Linked DNA regions of Drosophila melanogaster: region 1 is linked to region 2. A link is a contact called in public Hi-C data. All regions are on one chromosome and are shown on one strand. The core of a region is the stretch at or near the end of the contact, and the rest is flanking DNA. Distances in the headings are between cores, read along the strand shown. Region 1 holds the start of lncRNA:CR44816 (long non-coding RNA:CR44816). Region 2 holds the start of CG3815.

Region 1 (7,050 bases), core at 3,026-5,525, 76 kb before region 2:
TAAACTCCACTTCTTCAAATTCCATTTAGTTTTTCTAGGGTTGTAAATATGTGCCTCATTTGCTTTGATAACTTAAATCCTATTTAATTAGCCATTTATTGCACACATCATTGCAACGCTCCATTAGTGCGTTAACGTTATGACAAAGTGACCTCCGATTCGGTCAGCTGGACATCCTTTGGCCCCAAGTTGCGGCCAGGAGTCGCTGATGGCTGAGGTTGATTTAAATGTTGATGCAACTGTGGGCGGACTGTGGGCTCCTTGAGGTCGCTGGATGCGCACACGCGCGTGAATCAAACGGCACAGGTGGGTAGTTGGTTGGGTGGTTGGGCGGCAGTCCTGCTTGTCTTCTTCCGCTGTGCGTGTGCGTGTGTGTGTGTGTGTGTGTTTATACACGCGGTAATTAATTTTATTTAATTTTCGACGACAATCCAAGCGACAAGAGCAAGGGCAGCCAAAAAGCCGTCAGAGAAATGAGACAAGCAGCGCAAGATAAAAACAAAAAAATAAGATGAGAAGGGGGCGTGGCCGGAGTGGCACAGGAAAAAACAAGTTAACAAAACGTCAACAATGGCGAAGAAGAGGAGAAAAGCCGGCTAAAATGAGCAGCGCGGCCAAAGAAGGCGGACAATGCCAAAAATATAAAATGACCCACAACTGTTGGTCATTTATCGCTTGCTCTCAATGTTTTTTTTTTTTTCCGCTGACTGCACACAGCAGGAAAATATTGAAAATACCATTCAAATAGCCGAAGGTGTAATAATCTTTTTGCGTTTAATTGAGAATACAAAAAAAAAAACTCTGTGAGCCGAGGAATTTGTTAAAATATGAAGTCCAAGACTTTTTTTTTTTTAACCGATTGTTCGAAACTCTAGAATTTTTGGCACCGTGTTTGCAGCAAGATAAAGCCAAGAGGCTGTCCGCTGTCCGTTGTCCTTGTTCCGCCGTCCGTGTCCTTTGCGTCCGTGCAGGGGGCACATAATTATCAGCCACATCAGCCGCAGACGACAGGACTTTGACTTTTAGAGGGCGAGCGGAATTGGCGAAACGTAACGAAACGAAGTAAGAAAACAAGTTTAACTTAATTGTCAACATTGTGCCAGGCGGACACAAACAGCGACATACAGAGCGGCAAGGACAATGGAAGGATGCGAGCGGATTGGGGCCAGCATTGGGGGGGCAGGATGGCTGGATGGCTGAATGGAAAGCACTGGCAAGATGGCCAAAAGAGCACAAAAAGCAGCTGGGAGAACAAGCCCAAGTTGAATACCAAAACGGAAGGGCATAAAGTAACGCCACTAATGATGGAGCACGACATCTTCGCCGGGGGGAGAAAGAGAGAGTAAGAGAGTGAGAGTGATAGAGAGGAACGGAGAGTAGGTGGCAGAAAGAGATGGGTGGCGAGCACAACAGTTTCGATTTGCAAAACTAAAAGATATTGCATTTAATTCGATTCCACAATTAAATGCGAATACAAACAATTAATTCAATTATTTTCTATGAATATATGCTTAGCATCCTAACTTTGAATAAATTGCATATATTTTGTGCTTCGAAACCCGTGAAACGTTCATTTTTTTTTTTTTTTTTACCAATTTCCCTTGATTCGCGAATTGTCACCTTTATGGCACGTTTATTTTCCCAACTTCAGATCCAGCGAATGCGAAAAGTAAATGAAAGAAGCCAACACAATCAAATGGCAGCGTGCTAATGAGACTCTAAACAAGCTGCAGGGCCATTAACCCATGTGCCACCCCGTGCCGAAAAACGCATGCCAGCACGCTTCTCATAACCCTTAACACTTGCTGCCCGGAAAAATGAGCGGAGCTGCAAAACAAACAGCGAACAAGTAGCGTGGCGTGCGATGGCAATAAAATCTAAGAGCGTGATTATTTTCAACAAGCCAAAGAAAATATATATGTATATATATGTAAATGGGTTTGGGTTAAAAAATAAACGGATTTAAAAAGCTTTCATTGCGGACTAATTATGATTTGTGGCGGCTAAAGGCTAATTGCAACTAATTTCGCTTGCCTCCACAAAACCAAAGAAAACAATACAGAAAAACACAAAATCGACCGCCAAAGTAATTAAATATTTTGAATTTGAATTCAAATGTGTTAGCTATCGATAACATGTGACATTCTCGCTACGCAGTGTGTACACACCAAGTATACAGTTCTAATAAGAACGTCCCATGCGACTGGTGCTTGCATCGGCTAAACAAAAAATTGATGCACCATTTATCGATGGAAAACAAAAGCAAATAAAATACTCAACAATAGTATTTAAAATAAAAAGAATAGAAGAAACTTTAGATCAATTTTTTAGTACTCTAACCGTGGGCAGCAGTATAACCGTTGCTCGATAACCATTGAACACCAGCCAGTGTGACCGTAGGTGCGCAGATGGACGTGCAACCAATACTTATTTATTAACTTGTTTTAAGGCGATTTACCGTGGATTTCACAGGCAGCGGGCATCATGGGCGACGTGGACAAGTGGATAGAAGACGTGAAGAAATGCAAGTACCTGCCGGAGAACGAGCTGAAGAAGCTATGCGAGATGGTCTGCGATATCCTCCTGGAGGAGACGAACATCCTGCCCGTGAGCACGCCCGTCACCGTTTGCGGTGACATCCATGGCCAGGTAAGCGGTCATCTCCTCCGTCTTCGTCTCCTACGTCATTGCAATGTCCACTAACGCAATGCCATCGCACTCCACCCCCAAATTGCAGTTCTACGACCTGGAGCAGCTGTTCCGCACTGGAGGCCAGGTGCCGCATACCAACTACATATTCATGGGCGACTTCGTGGACAGGGGCTACTACTCGCTGGAGACATTCACCAGACTGCTCACGCTGAAGGCGCGCTATCCCAGCCGGATCACCCTGCTGCGCGGCAACCACGAAACGCGGCAGATCACCAAGGTGTACGGATTCTTTGACGAGTGCTTCAGCAAGTACGGCAATGCCAATGGCTGGAAATACTGCTGCAAGGTCTTCGATTTGCTTACCATCGCTGCCGTGAGTTGAACTATGGGATACTTCATGTGGACAACACCCTTTTAATCATTTACATATATGTTTACCCCACTGCCCCTAATGTACACAGATCATCGACGAGGAGGTGTTGTGCGTGCACGGTGGCCTGAGTCCCGAGATCATTACACTGGACCAGATCAGGACGATCGATCGCAACGGCGAGATACCGTACAAGGGTGCCTTCTGCGATCTGGTGTGGTCCGATCCCGAGGACATGGAGTACTGGGGCCAGAGTCCGCGCGGCGCTGGCTGGCTGTTTGGCCACAATGTGACCAAGGACTTTATGGCGATCAATAATCTGAACCTCATATGCCGAGCACATCAGCTGGTCAACGAGGGCATCAAGTATATGTTTGATGGCAAACTGGTGACCGTGTGGTCGGCGCCAAACTATTGCTATCGCTGCGGCAACGTTGCCGCCATTCTTAGCTTCGAAACGGCGGAGAAGCGGCAGACGAAGATCTTCCTGGCTGTTCCGGATGCGGAGCGTGTGATACCCAAGCAGAACACAACGCCCTACTTCCTGTAAAACGTTCTGATGTGATGCGATGTGAAGTGATGCAACGCAATACTATACCACATACCATACCACATACCGATCCAATACGATCCGCCCACTGTTCCGGCATCGTGGCTAATAATCATATACGCTTGTGGAGAGCAGAGCGGAGTGCAGCCTTCGACTGACTGATCCGTTTCATTTGACCACCCATGAACTCAACGCCTTAAACTCAAAACGTGCGCAACGAGCACCCCAAGCATAGCAAACACTCAGAACAGCAAACACAAGCCACACACACCACACACACACCTGTAACTTGTAATTTTCGTCTCTTTTTTTGTATGGCAAAAACACATATCTAATTCTTAAGAGCACAGTTAAAAAAAAACTTTGTTATTAGTTTCCGGCAAGTCCAAAGAGAGGGGAACACGTGAATTGATTTCTTTAAGTTGTATATCCAAGTATTGTATTTACTGATAACGGATGCTAATGGAAGCAAGAAGTATATAGAGATTCACTTTGTTATTTTGTATTCCAAACCTACATATTTATTTCTGTGAACAAACACAAAAATCATATACTTTGTACATTTTGTATTAGTAATGCTTTGAAGGAAATAAGAATAACTAAGAATAACCCAATTGTGTGATCCCGATCAAAACGATATGATTAAAACAAAAAAGACAATTCGAAATGCGTTGTCCGGTAATCAGTGGGAAAAACCAGGTGTCCCTTATTCCGCTCCCAAAATGTCCATCATCCGTCTCTGTCGTTTTCGCGACACGGCTCCGATATTCAAAGTTCCACTGAAATAATTTCGATTATGAGTTTCTTACATAAATATCATTTATTTCGTTTCGTTTTCGTTCATGAATCATTCTCATTCTCATGCTTTGCAACATCTCAACAATTGTGTTTTCATATATATTGGTTTGCTTTGCCCCAACATTTATTCTAGCGTCCCAACTCAAAAACAAATATGTATAAGTACTAGACTTTCTATTAGGGGCGAAAAAGAGGTAAATAAGTGAGTGACTTTCGCATTCTGGGGTCGGTCATCATCATGTGGCATTCATAATTCCTCGCAACTTGCTTTTCCATGGCACCTGGCCATGCTCACAGTGTTTTGGATACTTCTCTATTTGTATATATATATACGCGTGCGTTTCCGGGTCAACAATTACAAAAAAAAGAAAACTAAATAATCACACTAGCAGAGTAGTGCATGTTAGGAATTAAAAGAATTCTCAACAACAACAACGATTTGTTTAAACGATAGAGAATAAAGAGGTTCCAATCGATTGGCTCATATCATGCATTTTCTTACAAAAAAAATAAAATAAAAGAGGAGAGAAAAACTGAGAGTTGAGCAGCAAATACGTGGTGCATTAATGTTGTTGTAGTCGTTTGGGTGTTTGTCTTCGCCTGATTTCTATGATCATCCACATTCTGGTTAGTGTTTTGCCCCACGGTCAGCCAACCCACTACTGTTCCACTACTGCGGCGATATATAGTTGTGCTCGAAGATGTCCAGCTCGTTCTGTATGTAGTTGGCCTTGTTGCGAAGCAGCTTCAATTGCTTCTGGTTCGCCTCCAGGATGTTCAGCTGCGAGTCCAGCGTCTTGAGCTCATCATTCATGTCCGTGGTGGCGGTATCAACCGTGCGGCACAAACGGGCAAAGGTGCTCGACAATTCCCTGTTGAGATGTGACAGAGAATATTCGATAAGTGATCAGCGATTCAGACGCTAAGGGATCAATACTCACTGCTGCACTTGGTGGCTGCAGTTGGCCGAGGTGAGGTCGACAATCATCTTGAGCTTCTTGGTGGCATGGCGCACGTACTGCGACTTGAACGTTCGCTCCTTGGCTGAATTTGTCCACGAGAGGCGCTCGTACAGGTAGATGCAGCCGTAGAGGGCACCCACGCCCACCAGGACACGCCAGCCGATAGTTTTCAGCATCTGCAAGTGGTTTGATTTCATCACATAGCTATGCACTATCACCTGCTTGGTCGTTGGTAAGGACAAGAGGTGTTATGATAATTTAACCGTTAACACTTACGACACCGGCTACGACGAGACCACCAACGGTGCCCTGCGATCCAATGGAGGACACCGCGAAGCGTGAGATCAACGACAGCTGCTCGGGCGTAATGCCAGCCACAACGGGAGCGGGCAGCAGGCACACAGGAGTGGCTTCCACGGGCGTCGTGGTCGGCGTCGATACGCTGTGCTGTGAACGAGATTCGATGGCAGAGATATAGTAAAGGTGGTGCAACACAACTATACTGTAGAAACTCACTCCAATACTGCTCTGTCGATTGACCAGCGCCGGCTGGCCCTTCTTGCTGCGCTCGCGCACCTTGCCGGTGAAGCGCTGGATCATCGCCGCAATGCCCCAGCTGAACTTAAACTCCAGATCCTCCTGGAAGTCGGCGCAGAGGTTCTGGCAATTCAGTGAGTAGAGCATCTCGAAGGGCTGCGTGCGCACCACCATCTTGGTGCTGGTGGCCAGGAGCTGCTCGTTGGGCACCAGGGCGTGCATGCGATCGGTCATCTCCGTCTGGGCGGACTCGACGTTCATGGCCAGGGCCATGGATAGGCGGGCGCGCAGATTGCTGCCCAGGCCGCTCTCCACATGGGCATTCAATTCCTTTTTGTAGATGTTCAGCACCAAACGCTCCGGATGGAAGGGCATATTGAACTCGTCAATGAGTACGCCCAGGCGCCAGATCTCCTCGTTCAGCGCCTTTGACACCTTCTCCTCCACCTCCTCGACCATGTTGTGGATCTTCATCTTCATTTCCCGCGTAACCTGCATCATCTGCGTCTCTGTGCCCTGGATGCGTTCGGTGAGCAGGTTCTTCTGGTCCTGCTTCAGATTGCGGAATATGGTGATCCGCTCGTAAATGTTGTCCAACATTGATTTCATGTCACCCGAAACACTCTTGCCGCGCGAACTGTGCTGCTGGAACTTTGTTTTCACAGCACTCTGCGAGATGCACTCCTCGAACTTGCGCTCGAAGTCCTGGAACTCGAAGTAGCGTATCTGAAAGCCCTCGGCAATGGCACCCATGTGCGGCGGATTGCCCTTGGCCTCCTCGATGCGCGCCTGCAGCGTTTCCCTGGCGGAAACGAAGAATACCCTTTCGGCCGCCTCCTTCTCGTTGCTCACCTTTAGCTCCTTGGTGAGGAAGTCGATGCAGCGTTCCGTGTGCTGAGACTTAACCTATCAATTGATGAAATAAGCGTCTTAGAAAGTGCATAGATCAATCAATCAGGGCAACTAAGTAAGCTGCTTTGGGAAGAGTCAACAAGGAGGTGTTCATCGGTTCAATTCGATAAAGAGACCAAAGCAGAGTGGATTGGGTTTTTGTGGGACCAAGCAAGCGGGTCTAGCTCATTCATTACCTTAGCCAATTCCTGGCGTTGATTACAGTGGATAGTTGGTTGGTTGTTTGATAGATTGATTGGTTGGTTGGGTAATAAACAAAAACAAAAGAC
Region 2 (6,560 bases), core at 1,072-3,571:
GGCGCATAGCTTTCGGCAGCGGCATCTGCTGCTGCAATGGCCGCCGCTGTGGCCAGTGCCGGATGCAGGGCCGTTGCGGGATCTTCGTCGGCGGCATTGCCATTCTTTTGCGCCAGAATTGAGGACGTTTCGCTGGTGAAGAGCAGCGAGAAACGGTTCATATCCTCCGGCGCCAGTTGGCCTTGCAGGGCAGCAGTTTCGCCAGCCACATGTGTGCCATCGACTGACGCCAGTTGACGCAGGCGACGAGCGGCCGTGCGATTCTTGTACTGTGTCACAATCTCCGGATGCTCTTCGACCAGCTGCTGCAGACGCTGGTGCGCCAGCTTCTTGATTATATCGACGTCCAGGTGTAAGAGGTCTGCATCGATAATACCCGTTGATTTCTTGCTGTCCTCCTCGTCCTCCTCGAAGCTAGCCTCCACCTCTAGGCTGGTCTTGGACTCCACCTTGACAACCGACGGCTGTTCGCTGGCCTGCGCATTCGATTCTGTATTGGGATTCTCCGTATCCACTTCGCCATTCACTTTATCGGCGGGAGTGTTCGTCTCGGTCCTTTTCTCTTCAGGACTGGGATCGCTGTCGCTATCGCCATCTATGGCCGTCTCCAAGGTTCCGAATTCCCTCTGAATCTCACGGAATTTGGCGTGAGCCGTGCGCAAGGCCTCCAGATCCTTGAGCAGCGATTCGGTGACCGACTCACGGGATATCTCCTCGACTTCGGTGGGCAGGTTATTGCGCCGCTTTACCCGATCGTAGCGCAACGTTTGGCGCATGGAGGGCAACAGCGGCGGCGGATGATCGTAGTGGTAGCGCACAATGGCTGGCACCTCGATGTGGGCGCGAGCACGCAGATTTCTCTTGGTGCGAAAGGGCGGATTGCGCGTGTTGACACGCCGGAAGAACTCAAGCTTGACATTTTCATGGTCAAGTGGCTGGTGGAAGCGATTCCAGAGACGCACCCGCTCCGTGGCCGAAATGCTATTGGTCATATTGGCATCCTGTGAACAGACATCCTCATTAGAACCCAAGCAGACCTCCATGTGCGTTGGCTGACTTACGATAAAATTCTCGGCATGATTGGGGCACATCCACAATCCAGCTGGCAGTGCCGTCAGTGGCGGATCCAGGCAATCCTGGTGAAAGTAGAGCGGACAGTAGTCGCAGGAGATGAGCGGCGCCCGTTTGCAGGAGCGCGTGCAGTAGAAACAGGTTTTGGCGGGCAGCGGCACCAGTCCCTGGGCATCCAGCTCAAACGGCTTGGAGTTGCGTCGCTGATTGCCGGCGCATCTGCGATTACCGCCATTTCCGCTCGGCGGATGCGTCTGCTGTACGGGTTGCACCTTGCCATTGCCCGGGAACTGGGTGTGCAGCTCGAGCTCCGGCGGCAGCGAGAATTGCTGCGGATTCATCATGGTGGCCGCCCTGATGACATCGTCCAGCGGCGTTGGCTTCTTGTTCGGATCGAGGGCGCGCTGTATGGACATCGGCATTTTGGCCAGCAGCTTCTCGGTGCTATTGCGTTCGCTGTTGCTGCGTTTGCGCAGGTTGCGGATCTTCAGCGGTATGGACTCCAGATCGCCAGACGATGGAGTATTCGCCCGTGAGCCACTGCCCGCCGAAGGCACACGCTCCACGGAACTGGCCTTGGATGAGGAGGCCGGCGGCTGGGAGAGCTTGCTCATGCGACAGCTGTGGCACAGCCACTGGCCACTGGGTATGTCCTCCTCGCTCAACGGTGGATCACTGTGGCGAAAGCACGAAATCAGCACTCAAAATGAGCAGCTATATGCGCGTGTATATACTCACTGGCATTGCAGGTGGAAGCTGGAGGGGCATCGATCGCAGCACAGCAGATTGCCGCCCTCCTCGCAGGCGTCACAATAGTCGTGGTTGTGGCCCCTGCCCGGGCGCCTGTAGTACGGATGCTTCGTGTTGGTGGACCGCTGCATCATCTTCTCGTCCTCGTTGGGCGGCGGGCGGATGAGCTGCTTGATTTGCTGCGCGAAGTAGTAAAGTTATGTTAAATGTGGGAAATGGAGACAGTTGTGAATGCGTTAATGTGGCAGCTCTAGAGTAGCCACCGCCGATTGGAATTGGAGCTCCGGGCAGTGGACACACTGAAGCTCTGAATGGCGTCCCGGCGGCACACTCACCTCCATGATGCTCAGTGAGGCGTTCGGGTCCTGGTCCAATTTTGACATCTTTTTCGCTCGCTCCTCTTATCCGGTGTACACAATCAATCTCGGAGCGACTTCACTTGGCGACGGAGGCGGGCGCAGTGTCGGTTGTCCAGCCCTGCGCATCCGACGAGCGAATGGCCACACTGCGCGCCCACCGATAGGCGATTAACGGAAATTCAGTGCAGACTGCATTTCACTCCAAATCTAACTACTTGCAATTAATAAAGTTTATATTGGGTATACACATTCGTAACCGAAAAATACCCAAGCAAACAAATAGTTAAAAATTAAATACCCAAAATTCTCATATTTCGCTCAGACCTCACTATAGACACCTATATGTTTACATCTTTTGGGCACACCACTAGCTAGCACTCGCTGTTTTGGACCAACGCCCGCTAAAAGAGCATCACAGCTGGCGGACGACGCAATTTGCCAGTTGATTTTACCAAACAATAGAACAAAATAGTGCAATGTTTTCGATATTTGGCAAACGCAAGCCCGCGGAAACGCCCACGGATGACCAGCCCATCCAGGGACCGGCGGAGGCAACCCGTCCAGGCACCAGTGTCGATGATTTCGTGTTCATAGAGCGCAAACCAGTACCGGATGCTCCTCATCCGGGTGTTCCAGCCGGCTCCATGTATCCACCTATGCCGCCAGCGGGCTATCTGCCCTATCCGCCGATGCCAGGACCGCGCAGCGATCAAGTGAAGCAGCCCGGAGCCCAAGGACCCGTCAATTACTTGCAGGACATTCCATTCGAGCTGGCACCCGGATTGGCCAACAAGGATCGCTACACCAGCACCCAAATGCAGGTGGACAGCATATTGGCGCTACTAACGCGCCAATTGTCCGTGGACGAGCTGGCCGAGGAGTACACCTTCGCCCTGGAGCGATCCGTGCAGAACGAGTGTTACTAGCTTTAGATCCATAGATCCACTGGTTAATATTCATACATTACATTACATTACATATAATAAAACGTTGCTTATTTAATTGTAAACCACATATGCAGTGCTCTTTTGCTTGTTAGTGGTGTGAGTCATTGGAATTCCTTAATCTTGTTGCCATACAATTAATGTTCCATTTCTTTGAAAACATGTAGAACTTTTCTGACTATCAAGTAGTCCTTTGGTTTTACCTCGCTCACATTTCAACTGGGACTGCTCATAAGGTGATCCACTATCGCAGCGTGAATACATAAAATTGTTAGTGCTCCCGTTTACCCAAATTTTTCGTACACAAAAAAGATTTCGAAACATTATTTTGTGTTTATAAGTAACCAAGTTCAAAGCTAAATTTCCAATACGTACAAATTTACCAAGCCGAGACGAGCCGTTCCGTTTCGTTTCGTTTAGTTCAGTTCCGTGTAGTACTCTTCAGCCATGGCCAGCTCCAATGTCTCGGATTGGGATGAGCCGATGCCCACGTCGACGGAGTCGCTGCCCGAGGAGGAGGATCCGGATGTGTGCGCAGAGGAGAACGTAAAGAAGCGGCGGGAGGAGGAACTGGACAAGCTGGAGTTGTATGTGCGGCGCATGGCCTACCAGCCGACACTGCCGCCCAAGGTAAAGCCCTACGACGTGGCCCTGTCCAAGCCCAAGTTGCACACGCTCATCGACAACTACGAGCAGTTCAAGGATGTATACGATCCGAAGCTGCGGGCCAAGCGGATCAAGCGCATGCTGGGCAAATACAAAGCCATTACCACGGAGTAAGTGCAGCGCTTGCATCAGTTGCTAACGCGATCTAATCATCTCATCTCATTCCCAAAAACAGACAGCTGGAGCAGATCCTTAAGAGCAACAAGACCAAGGAGCGAAAGAAGGAGGATTTCCTGAAGCGCAAGCAGGAACTGTACTACAACATGCTGACCAAGCTGGAGCGCCAGTGCCGCACCCAGTACCTGAACGTGCTCATCAAGAAGTTCGCCAAATTCATTTCCCATCTGGCCACAACGATGCGCATTCCGCCGCAGCTGGTGGATCCGTATGCGCGCATGCAGCGCGGCATCTTCTGCAACATCCTGTTGGCCATTGGTGTGCAGCCCACCTCACAGTCGGCCATCTACTACACCAGCCAGGATGCCATCGAGTACGATGTGTGCCATCGCCTCGCGCACGCGCTGCTCAGTTTGATCATTAAGGCGCTGGACTCGGCAGCCACAAGGGATCCCAACGAGCTGGCCAAGCCGGCCGACTTGGACTTCGAGATGGACAATCACATCAAGCGTCGGCTCATGTGCGCCGCCGAGAAGAAGCTGCTGTACGAGCGCCGTCGCAAGAAGCCCCAGCCGCAGGGTCTTGGAGCCTTTGAGAAGTGCACCCGCTATGACTGCGACTAGGACGGCTCCTTCAGTGTATTCGTGTTAACATTTGGCTACTATTTATTCGCATAAGAAGTCTTGCTCACATGGTCACCTCGTTGTTTTGGTCTTGGTTTTGGTGGCGGGTATCGTCTGCTCCTTCATCTGGATGCACAGCCAGTTGGCGGGCACCTCGAAGCTGTCTGTGGGATGCGGCGTGTACTGCGCGCAGTAGGGCACATGCCAGGTGTCCGCCACTTGGTGGGCACACAGCCGATGACGAACGGGCTCCTTGACTATAATCTGACCCGTTTGCGTTTGGGTGACCAGGGAGAACTGGTGCTCCTGCTGCCAGCGACGAAAGATGGGCTTCAGCTCGGTGCCCAGATGAAAGGCGTGACTGCGCATCAGGTCGCGGGAGAAGAAGTCTGTCTCCTGGCCGCTGCGCAGCGTGGCATACAGCAGGAAGGGATCATCGTGCGACCTATAAGCAAACGAACGAACGAATTAGTCTACCTATCCCTTTCCAATTCGAGATGAATTCCCTTACAGATTGCTGGTCAAGAAGAGGCTGGCATTGCAGTGCACATAGTGCATGGCCTGCTTGGACCAGTTGCGCATGTGCTCGCGTCCCAGGACGAGGACACGCTTGTCCTGTTCCCGGAAATGACGCACCACCGTAGCCACTAGCTTGGCCAGCTGCTGCGGCGTCTTTTTGGTGCCCGTAGAGTAGGCCACATTGAGGCCATCGATCACACAGTCGTATGGCGCCGTCTTTTCGACAAACTTCTTGAACCTGGCCACCTCCTCGGGCGTGGAGCGCTGGAAGACGTCTCGTCGTATGAGCACGCGCTCCAGAAAACATTCGCTTAGCTGCCGGAACTCCTCATCGCTGATGGCCACCGGCTGGAGGTGCTGCTGGCAGGACTGGCACTTGCCCAGACCTCCCAAATGGGTGGTCCTGGTGTGCAACAGTTGGGGCACCTGGCTGGACAGCTCCTGCAATCGTATCGCCACCCGCTGGCTGACTAGAATCTCATGGCGTTCGAGGAATTGCAACAAAAGGCTAAGCTGTGCAGGAAGTTGTGCCGTTTCGTTGGCCAGTCGATTGAGCAGCGCCAGATAGACCTCGCATTTGGGCGGCTTCCGTGCCGTGGCCATCTCTTCCAGTAGGCGCCAGGCCAATTCCTGCTCCGGTGTCGCCACACTGAAGGCCTTCTCCGCCAGCGCGGAGTAGGCGGCCACACTGGGCGTACTGGTGACCTTCATCATCTCGAGCAGCGGCAGTCCGCGCTGCCAATCATCGCCGCTGGTGGCCACCAGTCCATGAATCACATTCTCGCAGCTGCTGGCGTCCAGAGTTTCGTGCTCCGCCTGCAATGATCGGCAGATCTGCAGTATCTCCGACTGTTCCGCCTCGCTAAGCGGTCGCTCGTGGTAGGCGGCATTGTAGACCCTCAGCAGGCGACCCAGTGTCGCTGCATTCGGTTTGGAGCCCCTGCTCCTCAGGAACTCCACATAGCTTTTGGCCAACGACAATTGGTTGGGTGCACTGCACACGCCCAGAATGACGGCGTCCACGTTGTGCCCGTTGATGTGCTTGTACCCGTCCACGAGCGACCTCCGCACCTCCGTCCACTCCGCGCCACTCAGCTCATGGCGACGCTCGAAGAGATCACTGCGCAGCTGGTCCAGCCGATCGGCCGGCAGGCTGCCCGGCTGCGGGCGCCGCTTGTGCTGGCTAGCCAGCCAGCGCGGATGGGCGTGCCCGGCGATCGGCAGGAGATTTCGTAGCAGGCGTAAATTATACATTAGTTAAATTTAAATTTAGATTAAAATTATTCTCGCTTAACACAATAATTCCAATAAGAATTATGCCGGCTGGCGGTGTGGCCAGTCACACGCTGCACTTAGCCAGTGCACGCACCGCATTTGGTATATGCCAAATGAAATATACCGAAGTAAGTGTACATTTATTGCGTGCCACGTTACGGGCACACTGCATTGCGACAAAAGTTGCAACTCACTACTTTTCTGAATTTAATTTATTTTAAGCGTTGCACAGCCGA

What was found. Hi-C and Micro-C count contacts between places; a contact is called where the count stands out from the background.
Region 1: a Hi-C map of the S2 cell line shows a contact between it and region 2, with 3 times the contacts expected there. The contact joins the promoter of lncRNA:CR44816 here to the promoter of CG3815 in region 2. A contact is called at or near these places in 42 of 107 Hi-C or Micro-C datasets (the D17-c3 cell line, the Kc167 cell line, the ML-DmBG3-c2 cell line and 13 more) and 2 of 6 datasets of contacts at active chromatin or transcription factors (both in the Kc167 cell line).

Annotation. Positions count from the first base shown.
Region 1 is chrX:6,368,251-6,375,300 of dm6, reverse strand. lncRNA:CR44816 (long non-coding RNA:CR44816) reads left to right here and starts at 4,275. Exons shown (of 1, transcript NR_123812.1): 1 at 4,275-4,723. It overlaps Marf (Mitochondrial assembly regulatory factor), which reads right to left. Exons shown (of 8, transcript NM_206635.3): 5 at 5,849-6,775; 6 at 5,609-5,779; 7 at 5,312-5,508; 8 at 4,377-5,242. The coding sequence ends at 5,041. It overlaps PpV (Protein phosphatase V), which reads left to right and starts at 2,386. Exons shown (of 3, transcript NM_078506.3): 1 at 2,386-2,649; 2 at 2,738-3,025; 3 at 3,114-4,236. The coding sequence starts at 2,485. The coding sequence ends at 3,572.
Region 2 is chrX:6,291,150-6,297,709 of dm6, reverse strand. It overlaps CG3815, which reads right to left and starts at 2,321. Exons shown (of 5, transcript NM_132083.4): 1 at 2,157-2,321; 2 at 1,810-2,000; 3 at 1,062-1,746; 4 at 1-1,001. The coding sequence starts at 2,204. It overlaps mldr (mulder), which reads right to left and starts at 6,407. Exons shown (of 2, transcript NM_001258620.2): 1 at 5,042-6,407; 2 at 3,533-4,975. The coding sequence starts at 6,303. The coding sequence ends at 4,603. CG15892 reads left to right here and starts at 3,367. Exons shown (of 2, transcript NM_001031870.2): 1 at 3,367-3,900; 2 at 3,966-4,604. The coding sequence starts at 3,572. The coding sequence ends at 4,530. CG15891 reads left to right here and starts at 2,365. Exons shown (of 1, transcript NM_001298010.1): 1 at 2,365-3,193. The coding sequence starts at 2,657. The coding sequence ends at 3,106. It also overlaps Rpt4.